Regions from separate parts of the Mus musculus genome. Here region 1 is linked to region 2. Evidence: chromatin contacts called from public Hi-C data. All regions are on one chromosome and are shown on one strand. Each heading gives the region's core, a stretch centred on a gene start, on an enhancer-like site or on the middle of the called end of the contact. The rest is flanking DNA. Distances are from core to core; before and after follow the strand shown. Region 1 has its middle 130 kb from the start of Gm30147. Region 2 overlaps Gm29865 (a long non-coding RNA gene).

Region 1 (7,618 bases), core at 2,551-5,050, 370 kb before region 2:
CTATAACTTTTTCAGTTTTGGCAATATATATGTATATATTTGGAATTTGCCCATTTCCTCTGGGTTGTGGATTTTATTGGTGTAAGATATGCTCATAAATATTGTCAGACACTTCATAACTGTGGCTATATATGTTAATAATCTCCTTAACATCAGCAATAGATGGCTTATTTTTTTGTCAGAATATCTAGAAATTTATCATTTCATCAATAGTTCAGGTTCATTGACTTTTATTTTTATTATTATTTTTCATGAATAGAAGTTTTTATTTTTGTGCTTGTTTCTTAAGGTTCTGGTCCAAACCTGAGTGACTCTGTGGCCTCAGGCTTCCAGCATGTGTGCTACCTATATAGGTGGAAAATGTATGGCAGAGCAGTTAGCTGTCATTGTGAGCCAAGAGAGGATGGAGAAGACGAAACCAGCACTGAGAATCCCTCTTTGAGGACACTCCTCCTTGACCTGAAAACCTCACACAAGGACAGTTTTCTATAAGCCCCACCACCTCTCTGTGGCAGCACCATGGCAACCAGGTCCTATAGCACACTAACCACTGGAGAACACAGTTTGTATTCAAGCCATTGCCTGGCGGGGGGATGGATGGAATTCAGGCAGTGAGAGGACTATTGGGTCCTCCCATCCCTGGTCTCCCAGGTGAGCACTACAGAGACCAGGATCTGGTTTTCTTCATGTCCCACCTGGCAAGCTCACCATTTCCATGTGGCTTCCAGTCATGACCAGGGAGGGCGAGGGGAACAGGGGAGCTGGTGGAGTTTCCCTGATGGCTGCATCAGTAGCAGTGGTGTTATTTCCTGTCACTACCAAGCAAGGTCAGGCTGAGGTCATACTCACTTCTCAAGGGAAACACAACCTGCTTTAATTTTTTTTTTTTTAAGTCTAGGCTAAAGCTGGGTGTAGTGGCATGCACCTAAAATCCTAGATACTCAGAGCCTGTGGTAGAAGGATTGTGAACTCAAAGCCAGCCGGGCTTATACAGTGAGGTCCCTGTCTCAAGAATAAATAAACCAGCTAACTAAGCTGATAGAAACCAATTAATATGTTAATTATGTTAATATAGGTAAGATTTAAGTCACTTTTATGAATTTATCTCCAGTTATGGTTTTGTTTAATTAAAATTATTTATTACTTATTTGTGTGTATGCCAGGGTATTTGTGTGGAGGTCAGTGGACAACCCAAGACAATTGGTCTCTCCTTCCATTGTGTGGGTCTGAGGACTCAAACTCAGTCTTAAGGCTTGGTGGCAAGCCCCTTAAATCCCTGAGCCATTTCATTGGCCCCTCCAGTTGGGTTTGAAACATAATGTTGTAAAGGGAAAGGGCCTGGGTTTTAATTATTCAATGAGTTATTAATAATTTTTGTTCGTCTTTTTTTTTTTTTGAGACAAATTTTCCTTTATAGTCCAGGCAGGTTTCAAATTCCTATGTCGCCCAGGCTGGCCTCAAACTGACAACCCTCCTGCCTCAGCCTCTAGAGTGCTGGGATTACAGATATGAGCCATCACATCTGGCCAGTTGCTGGTATCCGACAAGGAATGGAAAGGGGAGTTTTTTTGCTGCAGAAAAGGAAATCTGAGATGATTTAGTTTTTCCATTCCTCTTATAAAAGAGGATCAGGTTGTGAGACAATATTTTTGGTGTTAATAGTGCACACTACCTACACTGGTAGGATTTGCTGAAGGTTCAGAGGCAGGAGGATCATGAGTTTGTTGACTTTCAATTCAATTAAAGTTTAACTAATTTGACTAATTAATTGAAATGCTCATTTATTGTAGTTCTTGTTACTATAGACACTTACAGTATAAATGACTCCTGATGCCCATTTCCTCCAACTAGACTCCACTGCCCGGTCTCTACTCCCCTCTAGTCGTAGACTCCATTTTATATCCATCAATGGATTACTTTATTGATTAGTCAGGTACCACTAGCTGAGTACCAAGAGTGAGACATGAATGCTTCTAGCCCATAACAATATATGACTATAATTGTGAATAATGACCTTTAAAATTCTGTCAGACTTTCTTACCAATTTAAATTTTTTGATTGAGGGCCAATGTATCTTTTTTTGTATGTTGACTCTTTAATAGTGTGAAATACATTTTTACCTTGCTAATACTCTTGGTATTTAAGTATATTTTGTCTTATATTTTGCATGTGTAACAACCATTGCATTATTAATGGTGCTTTTATGTTATTTGACTTCGTGCTTTTAACGAATTTGATAGCTACATACATTTTTTTGTGGTCTAACAATTTTCTCCTCTTAATTGGGATACGTAGACCATGTTTTGTGGGGATTAGGTTTTGAAGACTAGGTTGGATTTTAAGCATGAATAGTGGATTTCCATCATGTCTACCCTACCATCTCATCCCTCAAACTCCTCCCATGCCTCTCAGTCCCATCTTAAACTCATGAATTATTATCTGGATATTCATTTAAATAATTGCATAGCCTGCTGACTCTTTAGCGCTGCTCGTATTATGTATGTGTTCAGTGCTGACCTCATGAGATTGTACACTTTATCAATGGTCTCCTACCTGCAGGTGACTGATTATCTCTCAGTAGCCATTACATACCTACAGCTCTATAACTGTGGATGGGGCTTTCTGAGATTTGTTTCATTCGTGTGGTGATATCAACTGGTGTTCTTATGGTGAGAATCTTGTTAAGGCAATCTGTTAGTATTTTCTGATGTGACTTCTCATCAAATATAGAAGACCATGTCTCACAGCAGATACCTTTGGTCTCTACCTCTTAAATTCTTTCCTCCTCCTCTTCCATGGTGTTCCTTGACTTTTAGGGGGAAGGTTTGAGTTTTAAATGTGTCAATCAGTTTTGGGGACCTCATGGTCTGTTTTTTTTTTTTTCATTTTCACCAGTTCATGATTTCTATAATTATCTTTGTCTTCTTCAAGAAGCCAATTTGACTACTACTGAGAGCTATACTTATTTTTGGATATAAGAATAAATACTGAGATGATAGTTGGGAATTGCACTGGTTTAGAAAAATGGCAGTTTCTTCATAGCACCACCCATAATTTCATCAGCTGTGTGGAGTTGTCCAGGTGTGAATTCCAGACTACTGGGTGATTCTTAAGTCCAATTATGTGACTCCTTGGTTACCCCAAGATGTACATATTATTGCATCCTTATTAGTATCTTGTCATTCTGTGTGGTTCATAGCCTGTACAGATGGATTGGAATATTAATAATTTTTTTTCTCCTTGGCCACTTGTGTATCACATTTGGACCATAGGAGAGCCTGTCCTTATGGCAGAGCCTTCCAGGAGAGTTCTACCTTGATTCTTATGCCTGAAGTGTGTCTTGTCTTCAGCAATGGGGTCTTCCAACAATAAGACCTTACTTTCTAGTTCTGGGAGGCAACCAAGGGTAATAGCAATCACCTGCATTGTTTTGAGAGCCTTTTGTTAAGTCCCATGTCCAACAAGTCAAAGACAGATGTCCCCTGCCTTGTCACTCAGGTTTTCGGTTATGGCTCTTGAGGGGAGATTTATCAACCTAAGTGGTGTATCTTCTTTGAAACTATTTGTATATAAAAATATATTCACATATACTTATGTGTTTTAAAACAAACACAAAATAGTATGTTTTCCTATGGCCTTTTCCATCACTCTAAGTATTCCTTCTACCCCCACCCACCTTCTCTCCTTGTTGTGCCCCCTCTCCTGCTCTCATCTGGAGCTTCCCCCATGGCCTGTGTCTGACCCCCACCTTCTCTCCCTGTTGTGCCCCCTCTCTAGCTCTCATCTGTAGCTCCCCCATGGCCTGTGTCTGACACTTTCCTTCCTTACTGCTCCTTTCCCTTACATGTCCCTTTTTGCGTTCCTGGTTTCTGTCATTATCCCAAACTCATATAGTCACATCTAAAGATCCAGAGATACGATGCTCAAGTGAGGACAGACATGCAGCATGCGTCTTTCTGGGTCTGGGTTTTTATCAGCTCTGAGCCATTTTCACTGTTTGAATTTCCTGCCTCTGAGTCACATTGATCTGCTTATTGGGATGTCTGGGGCTTTTCACTAGTCAGGAAATGTCATTAATACATTACTTGCTATCTAGACCTTGTATTTCTCTAAATTCTCTCTGGAAGAAAGTTATCTGTTTGCAAATTGGTTTGATTATTTCAAGTCTTATTTCTAGTTGGAGAGAGCCTGTGGTAGCCCTTCATCCAGAGAGAGTTTGGCTGCACTCCTTCTTAATCCCCCTTGAATCTTTGGAATTTGTGTGAGATTTGGGCAGATGCAGATGCTGCAAGATTGTGGTTGAGTTGCATTCTTTCTCTGAGGTGGTCTAAGAGTCACGAGTCTCTCTGGTGCTTTGGGCAGCCCTGTAGAGTTTCAGGATAGGTGCTCCTGGGTGGTTATTCAGTAAAGCTTCAATGGGTCTCTGTTACAGATTTATAGAGTTCTCATTCTGTGTGTTGTTGCCTTCTCCCCTTATTTATTTATTTATTTATTTATTTATTTATTTATTTATTTACACTCCAGGTTTTATTCCCATCCTGGTCCACCCTCCAAATGTTCCATGTCCTATACCTCCTCTCCACCCCACCCCTGTCTCCAAAAGGATGCGCCCCCTCAACTCCACCAGACCTCTAAACTCCCTGGGACCTCCAGTCCCTTGAGGGTTAGGTGCATCATCTCTTACTGAACACAGACCCGGAAGCCCACTGCTGTATGTGTGTTGGGGGCCTCATATCAGCTGGTGTTTGCTGCCTGGTTGGTGATCCAATGTCTGAGAGATCTCGGGGTTCAGGTTAATTGAAACTGCTGGTCCTCCTAAAGGGTTTCTCTCCTCCTCAGTTACTTTCTACCTTTCCCTAAGTCAGCCACAAGCGTCAGCAGCTTCTGTTCATTGGTTGGGTGCAAATACCTGCATCTGACTCAGCTGCTTGTTGGGTCTTTCAGAGGGCAGTCATAATAGGTCCCTTTTTGTGAGCACTCCATAGTCTCAGTAATAATGTCAGGCCTCCCCTTGAGCTGGATCTCACTTTGGGCCTGTTTCTGGACCTTCTTTTCCTTGGGCTTTTCTTCATTTCCATCTCTGCAGTTCTTTCAGACAGGAACAGTTATGGTTCAAAGTTTTGACTGTGGGATAGCAACCCCATCACTCACTTGATGCCCTGTCTTTCTGTAGGAGGTGGGCTCTACAAGTTCTTTCTTCTCATTGTAGGGCATTTCATCCAGAGTCCCTCCCTTAGAGTCCTGATTGTCTCTCACCTCCCAGATCTCTGGTACATTCTGGAGGGTCCCTCCCCCAACCTTCTACCTCCTGAGGTTACCTGTTTCCATTCTTTCTGCTGGCCCTCAGGGTTTCAGTCCTTTTCCCCCCACCTAATACTCAATTATATTCCCCTTTCCTCCACCCTGTCTCCATTCCCACTCAGGTCCCTCCCTCCCGCCTTGTGATTGCTTTCTTCTCCCTTTCTAGTGGGACTGAGACATCCTCACTTGGGCATTTTAGCTTGTTAACATTTTTTAGTTCTGTGGACTGTATCATGGGTATTCTGCACTTATTTTTTGGCTAATATCCACTTATTAGTGAGTACATACCATGCATGTCCTTTTGGGTCTGTCTGAGTTACCTCACTCAGGATAATATTTTCTAGTTCCAGCCATTTGCCTGCAAAACTCAGGATATCCTCTTTCTTAATAGCTGAATACTATTCCATTGTGTAAATGAACCACATTTTCCGTATCCATTCTTCTGTCGTGGAACATCTAGGTTGTTTCTAGCTTCTTGCTATAACAAATAAGGTTGCTATGAACATAGTGGAACATGTGCCCCTGTGGCATAGTGGGGCATCTTTTGGGTATATTCACAAGAGTGGTATTGCTGGATCTTTAAGTATATCTTTTTTCAATTTTCTGAGGAAACTCCAGATTGATTTCCAGAGTGGTTGTACCAGTTTGCAATTCCACCAGCAATGGAGGAGTGTTCCTCTTTCCACATCCTTTCCAGCAGGTGCTGTCATTTGAAATTTTTTTATTTTAGCCATTCTAATCAGTGTGAGGTGGAATCTCAGGGTCGATTTGATTTGCATTTCTCTGACTGCTAAGGACTTTGAACATTTTTTAGGTGCTTCTCAGCCATTCAAAATTCCTCTGTTGTGAACTCTTGGTTTAGTTCTATACCCCATTTTTTGATTGGGTTGTTTAGTTTTTTTGGTGGTTTTTTATAAAGTTTGGTTCTTCCTGAGTTCTTTATATATTGTGGATGTTAGACCTCTATCGGATGTGGGGTTAGTGAAGTTTTTTTTCCCCGATCTGTAGGCTGCCGATTTGCCTTATTGACTATGTCCTTTGCCTTACAGAAGCTTTCCAGTTTTATGAGGTCCCATTTGTGAATTCTTGATCTTAGAGCATGCGCCATTGGAGTTCTGTTTAGGAAATTTTCCCCTGTGCCAATGAGTTCAAGGCTTTTTCCCACTTTCTCTTCTATTAGATTGAGTGTATCTGGTTGTATGTTGAGGTCCTTGATCCACTTGGCATTGAGCTTTGTGTAAGGTGACAAATATGGGTCTATTTTCATTTTTCTACATACAGCCATCCAGTTAGACCAGCACCATTTATTGAAGATGCTTTCCTTTTTCCATTGTATATTTTTGGCTTCTTTGTCAAAGATCAAGTGTGAATAAGTATGTGGTTTTATTTCTGGGTCTTCAATTCTATTTCATTGATCTGCCTGTCTGTCTCTGTACCAATACCATGCAGTTTTTATCACTATTACTCTGTAGGAAAGCTTGAGGTCAGGGATGGTGATTCCCCCAGCCATTCTTTTATTGTTAAAATTGTTTTCGCCATTTTGGGTATTTTGCCTTTCCATATGAATTTGAGAATTGCTCTTTCTGTGTCTTTGAAGCATTGTGTTGGGATTTTGTTGAGGATTGCATTGAATGTATAGATTGCCTTTGGTACGATGGCCATTTAGGCCATCTTTCCTTATTTTAATTGCCTCCACTTCCCTTTCCTCATGGTAGAGAATATGTTACCAGAAGCTGAGACTGTTTTCAAAGGTTCACATCATGTGTTTCTTTTCTTTGAGAAATCTGAGTTCTATGCTGTCCTGTGATGATGGAGATCATGCTTAGGTACACATTGATTTTGTTAGAATTTACTGCAATAGCAATGGGTACATTTTGGGTGTTTCTTTTTAATAAGAGACCCCACGCTAGACAAAAGAAATAAACAGGAAAAAGAGCCAAAGAAAAAAGCACAAGAAACCCATAGATGCAGAAACATCTATTTGTTTGTTTTTATTTAATCTTATTTTTTAGATTCCCGTTTGCTTTCTAATGGAGGGGGAAGAGGGAGAGAGAGAGGGAGAGAGAGGGGGGAGGGAGGGAGGTAGGGAGGGAGGGAGAGAGAGGAGAGAGAGAGAGAGAGAGAGAGAGAGAGAGAGAGAGAGAGAGAGAGAGAGAGAGATTCCAGACTGTTTACCTTTCTATTGTGGAACAAAATTTCCCCTAAGAATTGGGACTTTTTCCCCTTGACAATGGATGCCACTGTTTAGATAACATCTTTTCCAGATAGAGTCACATTTTAATTTTAATCCAAATCATTCAAATTGCAATGTTAGGTG
Region 2 (6,894 bases), core at 3,192-5,691:
AAGGAATGGGGCCACTTTATCTTCCTGCTGCCACTCTGTTACAGAGTCTTCTTGCTTGTCTTCATTCTTCTCTCCAGTTGCAGCTTTTCTTTTTGACAGCTAGCCTATGACCGCTTCAAACCACAAGCCACCAGACCAGCAGCAAGCTCACTGAATGGGCCTCAGCATGAGCTGCTCCAAGTGCACACTGACCGTCCCTTACAAATCTCTCCTCTGTATCGCATGCAGTGGCTCCCCCTTCACATGTGTCATGACTGAAACTGAATTGCAGTCAGAGTGTAGGACTGGATCCTACTTGCAGTGCTGGCAACAGGATGCTGGCTGAGTTTGAGACATAACATTGAGCAGTGATGACTACAAGCCTTTTGTTTTCCCCAATGGGACAAGTAGTATTGTCATTATATGGCCGTTTTACCATGTGTATATGGGAATAGAAAATTGCCTCTCTAGAGCTCAAAACCCCACAGTTATAAGATGTGCCCTTAAGGCATATGTGAGGAGCCTCTTACACAGCAGAATTTGGTGAGATAATAAAAGCCAGATAATAAAAACCTCAAACCTTGACCTGCTCACATCAGTGAGACAGGATTCACTCTTGTAAGAGAAGTGATTCAGTGTGTACTTAAACACTTGGTGCATTTGGAGCCAGGGAGCAGACCAAGGAAGCCAGTCCTCAATGATAGTCCCCCAAAGGACCACACCTTCGACTATCTACATCCTTGTTGAATCTTTCTCTTTGATCTTAATTCTCTTGACATAGAATAGGTTCTACTTTGTTCTCACACTGGGAAAAGAAGGCTATCATGTAACTACAGAACTTGGCAGAAAACCCAGTACCTTTCTTGCTGCTCTGAGATGGGAGGTGGATCTACCCATATCCATAATGGAATGCTTAATAGGCTCTATTCATCCTTGTGGTAAGGCCCACACTGAAATGTCCTATCCACCTCCAATGACAATAACTTGGCTCCCTCTTGGTCTACTATGCCTGGTATTTTTACTCTGTCTCCCCTCACTCCTTCCCATCAGCCGCATCAATACCAGATCAAATCACCCAAGAATACTCTACCCATTATGTCACCTTCCTATTAAATAGCTCTTCAAAGGGCCCCGTTGTGCGTGGGGATAAAGTCTAAACTCTTTCATCTTTCTTCCATCTCTATTTCGATCTCATTTTCTCCTGTCCTCCAGAATGAACTTCCTCACTCTAGCAAGGTTCTCTCTCAACACACAGCTCTGCCACGGGATTGCCTCCACACTCATCCAATGGAAGACTTCTAATCCCACAGTTTACCTGCATAAACTGTGCTCACTCTCATCTCAATTCCTGCCTGCTCTGTGAGGCTCTCTGGTCTCCTCTCACTAACTTCTGTCATGCTTATTGTATAAAGCATAATTAATTTTCTGTATATATACATATAATTAAATTTTCTTCAATTAAGTCATAATTATCTCAAGGAAAAGATACTCTTTGGTTTCTCAACACAGTGGGACTGGTGAATTTATTTCCCCTCTTATTTTCCTCAAATGAAGTACTTTAGGGGAAAATAAATTTTCTCAGCTCATATTGAAGCAATCATACTGACAGCTTTCTGTGAAATTGTTAGTTAAACTACTGTTTTCTCTGACGGTCACACTCAGGAGAGGAAGCTAGAGCCACTAGCTCTCATCTAAGTAGGAATGCCTCCTTTTAATTAAAAATATGAGCCCCCTTGATGCTGGTGATTGTACACTTGACACTATACCTAACAGAAACTATCTGCATCGCCTGACACTTCTAAGTACATTTACATTAATCACAGTCAGCAGCATAGCCATGAAGTTAGAAATTGCTTTATGGCTCTCTGTGGCATATGCCATTTCTGTGGTTTGTTCGTAGTTAATTGAGGTAAGTATAGATTCCAGGGCACTTTAGCATAACTCCATTTCTCAAAAATCTCACACTCTTTTATTTCACTAGAGCTGCCCTAAATGAGGTTTGTTTTGTTTTGTTTTGTTTTGTTTTTTCCCTTAAGAAATGTCACTGTTTTCCTTATTAGCACACAGAATAATTTTTGACTTGGTTTGAAGGCAAGTGTGCAGAAACAGAGAAGTGACCATGTGACCTCCAGTGACCCCCATGTAATTGCCATAAATACAACAAAATGCTAAAATTTCATACTAATGAAGACAAGTTTATAATCAATACAAACATACAAAAGCCATGTAGCATAAAGAAAATACTGCAGAAAATGAAGTGCAACCTCTTTCCCTTAGAGTGTGGAAAGTTTTTTCCTCTCCATTGGGGCCTTCTCTTGTTTCCTTTGAAATTTATATCAAAGCATTCTATGATCCATGTATATTTTAGATTTACAAGAAATAATATAAGCAGAGTATCTGTAATCTGAAAATGTGAAATGCAAAGAATTTGATTGACCTGGTACCACAAGTGAAAAATATCCATATCCAACCTAGATGACCTGTCACAGCCAAAACTCAGGCACATTAACATATCCTAAAACACAGTTGTGAATGCTGTATAAGCAAAATATAAATGAAAGCACACATATGTGAATAAAAGATATAAATTATACATGACTGAGTACCACATTTAAACTTGAACTACATTTCCAACATGAATATTTTAAATATGTCCCATTCCAAATACATCCCCCTAAGTAAAAGGAACACCCACAAATCTAAACCAATTTTCACCCAGGCTATTTGGATAAGGTCCACTCAACCTGTACACCGAATTTTTTCATGTTCAGGAAACCTTACAAACCCTTCCTTTGTAGTTCTACCAGCCATCCATAATGTTAATAATCCCAGAAAATACCCATTTGCTCAGCCTAAAACAACCATCAAAGAAAATTCACTCACTAAATGTCCTGCCTGTCTATGATGAAATAGTCTAAAATGCTATACAACATACAATACAACAATCTCCGCACTCCTTACATGATTTTATGAACAGGTCTGTATTCTACGTCATAGTAGACTTGACAATAAGACTTTGATCATAGTCCCTTTTTGCTTTTATGTGTTTAGCCTAAAGCATCCAATTCCTTTAATCGATGTTCATATAGAGCCTCCTTGATCATTGTACTTATTGTTGTCTGGGACCCCTCCAGGTCTTTCTTGTTTAAGAAGTGGTGGTCGGGAGAATAGAGATGACTCCAGTTCTTATGCAATCATGGATGATGTCTCCTGGTTTGTTTCCAGGGCTCTTTGTGAGGTAGGCCATTGGTGCTCTGGGCGGGGGGAGGCAATCTGAAATCATTTCTTACTTGTGTGCATCAGAGAGTTCATCTTTTACAAGTTGACATTCAAATAATCAAGAACTCATCCTTTGATTTATTCCTGCACCCGGCAGCTTTTTTTCCGCATCACAGTTAGTAAGTTCAGTTGGAGAGATTTGTTCCTTTAAAGTTTTTTTTTAATATTACCAGTCTTTCAGGGCAGCCTTCCTCAGAGGTCGCCCTACCACCATGTTTACCCCCGTCAGTCTCACATTTTGCTTCCTGTCTTTCAGGGAGTCCTTAACACACAATAAAAGCGTTTTCCCCAAAGACATGGGAACTATTTTTAAAAGTGTCTTTTATCAAATAGTTTATTTTTACAGTGTGTATTAAAGCAATCTGACCGTGTTTTACAAATTCCAACATCTTGTCCTGGGAACTAGTGAAAGCAATTTTTCACATATTTCTACTGAATGCATTTAAATGCAAGAGAATTCCACTGATCTCTAGGCATTAGCAAGTTAGAGTTGCCAGTTATAGAGCCTGGTCCCTCACCTCACGACATTCTGTATCTGGAATTTCTTTGTAGATTTTTTTTTTTCCTTTTTACAGCTGGCTTTGTATTCTCTGTTTGTTTGGGTTAGTTGGTTTCCTAAAAGGTAAAATATGAAGGCTACCCAAAATGAATATGATACCAATATATCCATGTACTTATAGATAGGAAACTACTCAGATAATGTTGTATGATGCTGTGTTTATTTAAATTAAGGTTACAAAATAATTGTAACTCACAGTAAGAAAAGAAGGTTCATTTTCGGATCTTAGAGTATGTGACAGTATGAGAACTTCATTGAAGTCACTGGAACCACACAGACCCCCTCCTCCGCATGTACCCATGGTCCTTATATACTAACACTTATTGTAGCATTTGTAAAGATGCGCCATCAGTCAGGACTCCTAAAACATATTGAGACAGCATGCAAGGATGTAACATCCCCACAATTGATGACCATCCAAAACTGGGAAACAAATGCTAAGTTGTATTCTGGAGTACAGTTGTCAGCCATGTTCACAATATCTGCACTACAGTCTTTATATCACGTACAGAACACAAAGCATGAGCTCTGCATCTGCTTTCTCTCAGTCAAGGGTACAGATGAGCTTCAAATTCCAAAGGCCAGCGCCTTAGAATCACTCTGTTAATGGTCAGCATTGCCCTCTAGTGGCAAGCACGACTAACCACAGCTTTGTCCTCCTTCAGTGACCCCAGAGGGCAGCCAGACGGGGCAGATTTGAGGAAGAGAAAAAGTACCAATGTTGGCAACACCAATTATCAAATGGAACCAGATTTTGACATTTATGATTTTTTTTTTTAGCATGAGCATTTTTTTCCAGTCTCTGGTGGAAGCCTGGAGGTTCATGGAGCCTGATGGAAAAACTAAGGATACTGGTCTGAAGTGTGTGTGTGTGTGTGTGTGTGTGTGTGTGTGTGTGTGTGTGACGTGACCTCAGGAGGTCTCTCAGGATCTCATGTAAACTAAAGAGTGTAAGTGTAGATCTTGCATGTGTGCAGGTCTTGTATATGTGTAGAACTTGCATTTTGCAGATCTTGCATATGTACAGATCTTGCATGTGTGAAGATCTTGTATATGTGTAGATCTTTCATTTGTATAGATCTTGCACGTGTGAAGATCTTGCATATGTGTAGATCTTTCATGTGTGTATATCTTGCATGTGTGCAGACCTTGTATATGTGAAGATCTTGCATATGTGTAGATCTTGCATGTGTGAAGATCTTGTATATGTGTAGATCTTTCATGTGTGTAGATCTTGCATGTGTGCAGATCTTGTATATGTGTAGATCTTGCATGTGTGAAGATCTTGTATATGTGTAGATCTTTCATATGTGTAGATCTTGCATGTGTGATCTTGCATATGTACAGATCTTGCATGAGTGAAGATCTTATATATGTGTAGATCTTGCATGTGTGAAGATCTTGTATATGTATAGATCTTTCATGTGTGTAGATCTTGCATGTGTGTAGATCCTGCATGGGTCTCCTTTTATTGTCTTCATATGTTGCATGACAAACTAAGAAAGACAGTGATCAGTCAGTCAAAAGCAGAATCAAAAGCTCCTTTATTCAGAAAAGTGATGAGACTTTAGAGATGAAAAGAGAAGAGGAAGAGAGAATAGTTTCTACCTCCATTTCCAGGTACAAAGGAAACAAAGAGGGAGGGGGAAACTCTTTAGTTTCCTAACTCTCTTAGAGAAATCAAGCACACACATACATATAAATAAATATGTAAAGAAACAAAACAAAACAATACAAAAGAGGAAACACATACTTAGGCTGAATACAAATATGGAGCCTTTAACTTTCTCCAAGAGGTGGTCAAAACTAGGTAACTTAGTAATGAATCATCTATTGCAGTTATTTTGTGTATGGCTGTATGTACATGCAAGCATGTGTGTGCAGGTACAAATGTATACATGATATGGAAGCCAGAGGACAACCTTGGAATCTCAAGAGCCTTCCACCTTTGTTTTGATACAGAATCTAGAACTTGCCAAGTAGATTAGGCTAGCTGTCCAGAGAGCCCCAGGAGCCCACCTGATGCTGCCTCCCTAGCTCTTAGATGACATCCATAGGCAACCATAGCTGGTTTTTTGTATGAGCTCTGGATCCTCCTGTTTCACTGATGGAGCGCTCTCACCAGCCCTGTTGCAATCACTTTTGACGAGAAGCAAAAAAACAGATGCAGAAATGTGACTTGGCTCCTTGAGATCCTAAGTCAGCCAGGAGAATGCTGTGATTTGGATCCCTGCTTGGGGAGCACTTTTTCATCCTGTGGATGTGGCACACCTAATGACAGCAAAACATCTGTTCACCTTGACACCTGCCTTTGAAGAAAACCAAAAGCCAGATAAGCTCCCGCACATGCTCCAGCCAGGTCTGATGATCCTCTGAAAGGTCTGAGGAAAGTAAATCCCAGGGATCAAATATCAGCGCTCACTCCTTGAGGACTTACCTGTTCACAAGGTCAGGCTAGGCAACGTATTCGTAAATGCAGCAACAGTATAGGCTGGCAAATAGCCTTCGTAACCGCAAAGGGATTCTTGGTCCTGAGGAAAAGAAAGACCATGTTTTGACTTTCAGGATTTCTACAACTCCAAGAAGATTTATAATTCTATAAATCAGAATACTGCCACAATGGAGAGGCCCAGAGAGGCTAAGGGAATTACTCAAAGACACACAGCTCTTCAGTGGCTTAGTCATATGCATCATCTAATTCAATTACTATTAACTGGACGCTTGGAGGGCTTTGGATTTGTACAAACCTGCTGTGGTTTGGGAGCAAGTGAGAAGCACGCTGCTCAGTGTCTTTGGAACGTACTTCAATGAAGTGACGCTTGGGTAGCTGCTTGATGAATGAGTTTTCCAACTGCTTCTTATTCTAACATAGCCGTAGAGCAATAATGACGACGTTACATTGTTTCCCTGGTGCCTCCTAAATCCTTGCTACATCCACTAACTTTGGTATGACACTCATATTCTATATCCTAAATGTTTTGTTTAAAATGACTTAAATATCTCATAATATTCTGTCTCCAAAACAAAAAAAGGAGCATATCTCAATAAAAAGCTTTTATCGTGAACTCTGTGACACT

The links. A called contact is a pair of places that touch in the nucleus more often than the background predicts.
Region 1: a contact with region 2 is called in a Hi-C map of the N1E-115 cell line, with 4 times the contacts expected there. The contact joins two enhancer-like sites. A contact is called at or near these places in 3 of 484 Hi-C or Micro-C datasets (the C2C12 cell line, the N1E-115 cell line and bone marrow-derived macrophages).

What each region holds. Positions count from the first base shown.
Region 1 is chr3:132,346,518-132,354,135 of GRCm38.p6, reverse strand. No RefSeq gene overlaps it. Among named protein-coding and RNA genes, the nearest start is that of Gm30147, 130 kb to the left of the region's middle. Within about 2 kb of position 3,800, at least 3 of the 459 cell types and tissues checked have an H3K27ac peak or open chromatin away from gene starts, as enhancers often do. A contact at or near this core is called in the N1E-115 cell line, where this site is marked.
Region 2 is chr3:131,973,683-131,980,576 of GRCm38.p6, reverse strand. It overlaps Gm29865 (a long non-coding RNA gene), which reads right to left. Exons shown (of 3, transcript XR_376086.3): 2 at 6,255-6,348. Among named protein-coding and RNA genes, the nearest start is that of Gm29949, 30 kb to the left of the region's middle. Within about 2 kb of position 4,441, at least 8 of the 459 cell types and tissues checked have an H3K27ac peak or open chromatin away from gene starts, as enhancers often do. A contact at or near this core is called in the N1E-115 cell line, where this site is marked.